Linked DNA regions of Columba livia: region 1 is linked to region 2. Evidence: chromatin contacts called from public Hi-C data. All regions are on one chromosome and are shown on one strand. The core of a region is the stretch at or near the end of the contact, and the rest is flanking DNA. Distances in the headings are between cores, read along the strand shown.

What was found. Hi-C and Micro-C count contacts between places; a contact is called where the count stands out from the background.
Region 1: a contact with region 2 is called in a Hi-C map of liver, with 3 times the contacts expected there. The contact joins the promoter of PIERCE1 here to the enhancer-like site in region 2. A contact is called at or near these places in 2 of 2 Hi-C or Micro-C datasets (crop and liver).

Annotation. Positions count from the first base shown.
Region 1 is chr19:2,901,973-2,904,672 of bColLiv1.pat.W.v2, reverse strand. It overlaps PIERCE1 (piercer of microtubule wall 1), which reads right to left and starts at 1,385. Exons shown (of 3, transcript XM_065035649.1): 1 at 1,173-1,385; 2 at 1,008-1,086; 3 at 258-763. The coding sequence starts at 1,285. The coding sequence ends at 581. MRPS2 (mitochondrial ribosomal protein S2) reads left to right here and starts at 1,359. Exons shown (of 4, transcript XM_065035647.1): 1 at 1,359-1,533; 2 at 1,609-1,665; 3 at 1,876-2,005; 4 at 2,220-2,700. The coding sequence starts at 1,506.
Region 2 is chr19:2,832,688-2,835,499 of bColLiv1.pat.W.v2, reverse strand. No RefSeq gene overlaps it. Among named protein-coding and RNA genes, the nearest start is that of EGFL7, 18 kb to the left of the region's middle. Within about 2 kb of position 1,264, at least 1 of the 3 cell types and tissues checked has an H3K27ac peak away from gene starts, as active enhancers do.

The DNA of each region.
Region 1 (2,700 bases), core at 136-2,635, 69 kb before region 2:
TGTTTCTTTTCATGTGTTAAATATTTAAAAAGTTAACTTTTCAGGGCCATTTCTGCTTAGCAAACAGATAGTAGTACACTCATTTTTAATATCTATTATTAGTATGTTTTACATTTAAGGCAGGACCATTCCTCATCCATAAATAGACCAGTTTTTAAGCAAAACGTGCTGAGGTTTTCCCTTTAGCGCAGACACTAAGTGATGCAGATTCACTGGCTGTGTAACTACAGTTGTTACAATAAAACTTCAGAAAACGCTCTTATCAGTTGTCTTTATTTGAGTAATTTCTTAAAACATTGTCGTTTTGAGAGGTAAGAAAGACAAACATGTTTTCTGTAAGAAATCCAAAGGCTTGATGAACACCTCTGGAAAACATGCAGTTTGGTTATTCATTTAATAGTACAGAAACCATTTAAAATCTTAACTTCTAATGATACGTCCTGCTTTTAGATGAGGCTCAGCACCAGATTTAGGGTAAGGTCACTGATACTGTTTGCTTGGTGGTGTTTTATTTGTGTTCTGTTATTTTTTTGACCCAGGCAGCCAGCAGTAAACCGAAGCGGCTCCGCGCGGTGCGGATCTAACAGTGCGACGGGCCGCTGGGGTTGTAGCTGGGGTGGAAGTCGCAGTCGTGGGCGGTGATGAAGTTGCCCGGGCCGGTGACGTGGCTCTTCTCCAGGGCGGTGTTGAGCCCGTTATCTTTGTACATGCCAAACTGCGACAGAGACTTGGAAAACACGTGCGAGGTGCCGTGGAACGAGGTCTGTGAGAGCGAGAAAAGGGGAGGAAGGTGGTTTAAAGGCCAGCACCAGTAGCAGAAGTTTGGATGCAATGACGGGGGCACTTCATCTGCTTTGGGGAGCTCATCGCCTGGGGATGGGGTTAGACTCGATCATCTCCAGGAGTCCCTTCCAACCCCAACCATTCCGCGATTCTGTGGATGTTGCAGAAGCCACATCCCCGAAGCCTCCGGGGGCGCTTCCATCAACCCGCACCCCCCAACCTACCGGCACGTCGTGCACCGTGGGGGCTTTGCTGCCGTAGGCCTGGCTGGTGGTCCGGTACCGGGGGTGCGGCTCCGGCTGCCTGCGGGGAGAGAGCACCGGAGGGAGCGGGGCTGCCGGGGGCGCTCGGCGGGGCCGCGCTCGGCCGGGACCGGGGGCCGCGCTCACCCGTAGCCGCGGAAGCAGCCGGGCTGCTGGAAGCGGCCGGGCAGGCCGGGGCTGGTGCGGTACCAGTCGCTGGTGCGGGGGCCGGGGCCTCCCGCGGCCGCCGGGCCCGACATGGGAACGGGAACGGGCCAAGCGCCGCGCGTTGCCGGGTGACGGGACGCGGCGAGCGGGCGGCGATCGCTCCGCGCAGCTGCCCCGCCCCGGGGGAGGGCGGACGGGCCGGCCCCGGACCGGCAGGAAGCGGAAAGTGCCGCCTTGACCTTCCTCCTCCTTCTGTCTCTCCTCCTCCTCCTCCTTCTGTTCCTCCAGCCCTGCGGCCGCCGGGCACGGAGCATGGCGGTGCGGCGGCTCCTGCGGGCAGGTGAGCGGGTCGTGCCCCGCACAGCCCAGCCCGCCAGGCCCGGTCCGTGTGACCCCCGTGTTTCTCTCCCCGCAGCAGCCCCGCGGCTCTACAGCACCGTCCCGGCCCCGGCGGCAGCGGCCCGGCCCCGCGGTGAGTGCTCCTGCCCCGGGAAACGGGGGGACCCCCGAACCGGAGACCTGCACCCCGGCACCCGGGGCCAGGCGCTGAGCAATGTCCTTGCTGCTGTCACCATGCCCTTGTACTCAAGTGACCCTTTCTCCAGTCACATCTCATCCCCTGCAGACACAACAAGGGGGAGCAGCAATTTATGGATTGATTTGTTTTTTGCCCTGCTCTCAGCTGTGGATGACAAGCTGCTGACCGAGCCTCTCAGCCACCCCGACTTCTTCAACGTGAAGGAGCTCTTCTCCCTGAAAGATCTCTTTGATGCTCGCGTGCACCTGGGGCACAAAAAGGGATGTCGGCATAGGTGAGTGATACCATTTTGTGACCCAGTGCTTGTTGACATCAGGAGTGTTTCCCCAGAACCGTGTAAGTTCCTGGGGGCTGCACTAAATTGGTCTGGGGCTGGAATTGCCCACACAGACCCACATTTCCCCCTGGGCACAGTTATTACCCTGCACAAGTGCCTTTAGCACCACGTCCCTGCGTCCCCTTGTGTCGCCCTCCCGCTGTCCCCACAGGTTCATGGAGCCCTACATCTTTGGCTGCCGCCTGGATCAGGACATCATCGACCTGGATCAAACAATGCAGCATCTCCAGCTGGCCCTCAACTTCACCGCCCACGTCGCCTACCGCAAGGGCATCATCCTCTTCATCAGCCGCAAGCGCCAGTTCTGCCACCTGGTCGAGACCACAGCGCGGGAGTGCGGGGAGTACGCCCACACCCGCTACTGGCAGGGCGGCCTGCTCACCAATGCACACATCCAGTTCGGCTCCGGCGTCCGCCTGCCTGACCTCATCATCTTCCTCAGCAGCCTCAACAACGTCTTCGAGCCCCACGTGGCCATCCGGGATGCTGCCAAGATGAACATCCCCACGGTGGGGGTGGTGGACACGAACTGCAACCCCTGCTTGATCACCTACCCCATCCCTGGGAACGACGACAGCCCCAGTGCCATGGAGCTCTACTGCAAGCTCTTCAGGATGACCATCATCCGCGCC
Region 2 (2,812 bases), core at 15-2,514:
GGTTTTCCTTGGATCATTCTCATCGGCGGTGCCGGCTAAAACCTGCTTGTTCACGTGGAGCCAGACCTTTAATGAAGCCCCCAGCGTGGCAGGGATAATTATCTTGTGCTCCAGGAACTGCCCTCATTATTTGTTATTAATACGGGCTGGGGTGTTCCCAGCCCAAAGAATTACCATAAGTAATCCCTGCCCCGATCCTGCCAGAGGCTCTGCGGGAGTTGTACAAAAGGGTTTGCAGCGTCTGGGACTAAATATAGCCCCATGATGTGATGAGGAGGAGGAGGAGGAAGCAAGACCAAGAGTTGTGAAAATAAGAGACACGTGCCTTTCCTGGGGCGGAGGAGAGTTGCCTGTCTGTGCTGCTTGTGCTTGCGCTGCTCTCCCAGCACGCTTAGGAAGGAAAAGCACACCTCACCGTGGCTGCTCGCACATTTATTACCCTGTTTGCATCAAAGATTTCCCTACAGAAGAGCACCCATCTCAGATCTCGATGCCATTCCACAAGGGGAAACTGAGGCTTTCCTGCAGGAAAACCCTGAAGTGAGGGAACACGGGGGATGGCGAAAGGGGAAAGCTGCTGGGAGTTGGTTTTTCCTCCTTCACCCAGAGGGACAAAAGAATTTGGAAATGGGGTGTGATTTTGTGCAGAAAAAATCAGTGTTTCCCATTGCCTCTCCGGACGGTGCTGGCAAGGACGTGGCTGCTCAGCCCCTGTCCCCACCTCGGGGTCGCACATTGAAACATCTGGGCTGCAAAAGGCAGTGGGGAGGGTGCTGGGGGTCCAGATGGGGTTTTTTTTATATTATTTTAAACTTCAGAAGCACGTTTCAGGAAACCTCAGAGGAGAAAATATATGAAGCGAGGAGGAGCAGCATCTCCAGGCGACAGGAAGGTGGAGTGGGAGAGCTGCGCTAGTGGAATGGTTTAAGAACAGAGGTTTCTTTGGGTTTACAACTACGAAATTCAAAGTTTGAAAATTATTAAAGCTGCTTACGTGTCTCAAATTGAGGCAGCATCTTCACAGGGGAAGGAGGATTCGTGCAATAAAAACATTGAAACACTTTGCACTAGGGCTTGCCAATGAAAGGTTTAATTCTGGAGCCGCTAAGTGTTTTGTTTCATCATTTTCAGGTATGAAACGTGCTTTTGGGAAGCAGCATTTTCACTGATAAATTGATCCCAGCCTAAAAAGAAAAAGGCTTCGAAGTATATTAAATGGCCCTCATGAAAGAAAGGAAGGAAGGTTTTAATTTCACATGGAAAACAACATTTGCAGAATGAACTAGAAAAGGAAACATGGCTCTCTCTTTGGGGCTGAGCCTGTCTGGCTTTGTTCTTGTAGTTTTTAGTTCAGATGCAGAGTAGAAACATCTATTTTCCCCCCATTTCTCCCCCCTGAACCCTCAAGCACAGCCCTGCTGCCAGCATGGCCACAGGACCTCACAGCCCAGAGATGCCCATTGGAGTCAGGTGTAATTAATTCACTTTGGGTGCTGCTCGTTAAGAGCCTCCCACCAAGCCCATCTCTCAGCTGCAGCTGAGGTTATTGCTCTTCCAGGCTCAGCCATGTGTTTCTGTTTATTTGCTCAGTGTGCCAGCAGAGCCCCAACGTCCAGATACATTATGTTTGCATATAAGCTGCAAATTCGAGTTTGATTTGGTGGGTTGGAGCCTGGGGGCCTCTTGGCTGCCTTTGAAATAGCTGCTGGGTCTGAAGGGTCTCTAAAGTGTGGGGCTGTGTGGTCTGGGAGAGGTGCTGGAGGTGGTGTGTGGGGAGAAGAAAAGAGGAAAAGGAGGGAAAGTGCGGGGAAAAGGTGAGGAGAAAAGGAAAGGAGGGGAAAGGTGTGGGGATAATAAAGGAGAAAATCCAGTTGGAGAGGGACCGGCAGAGCCAGCATCCTCAGGGCTGTCCCCAGCACGGTGTGCTGCGTAGCCTGTCTCATGGTGGGGACACGGGGTGCTGCCCAGCCTGCGGTGACACAGCCAGTGCTTGGGTCACAGCACACACAGCCAGACCCCATCGTCCCACAGCCTGTACCGAGGGATGGACACGAAGCTCAGCATCCCCAGCCCGACCATGAAACTCCCTCCCTCAAGACAGCAGAGGCTGAGCAGGCTCTGGCCACCCGAGCAAGGCTGCCACCTCCTTTTCTCGTCCTCCAATGCAATGTGACCGTGGCTTTCGCAGAGCCCAGCAGCCCTGTCCCCCGCTCTCCCCCCGGCCCCACAGGACCGCCATCCCCCCGCATCCCCCAGCGCTCCCGTCTGAAACACCCAGCGGGAGGCTGGGAACGTTTGGCTGCTCTCCCAAGGAGATTTCTTCCTTCATAAAACACCAGGCAGGCGGGGGCTTTTCACATGCGGTGGGCACGGCTGAATCCCTTTTCTCAGCAGCCAGTGGGAAGAAAATGGAGGGGGGACAAGAGATGGGCCAGTCCGTGCCCCCTCCTGCAGCCAGCGAGACAGCCGGTGCCTTTGTTGAGTGTTTCAGAAGTGGAGGCAGAAAGAGAGTGTTACAGAGGAGCTGAAGATATAATGATGGTCCTGAATGTGGTGAAGGAGCAGTGTGGGGTGGGAAGGCTTCGGGCCACCGAGGCTGGGGACAGGAGAGATTTGGTGGCCATGGCTGGTGGCTCTGAGCAGGGTGGGTGGTGGGATGGGGCTGAGCCCCTTGCTTTGGGCATCTGTAGAGCAGCGGGTCTTCTTCTGGACTTGTCCCGTCACGCTCACGGTTGGTATTCGCAGGAGAGAGGACACCCAGCTGGGTGAGGAATTGAGGGATTTTTGAAAAAAAGTAATAAACCAGCACTGT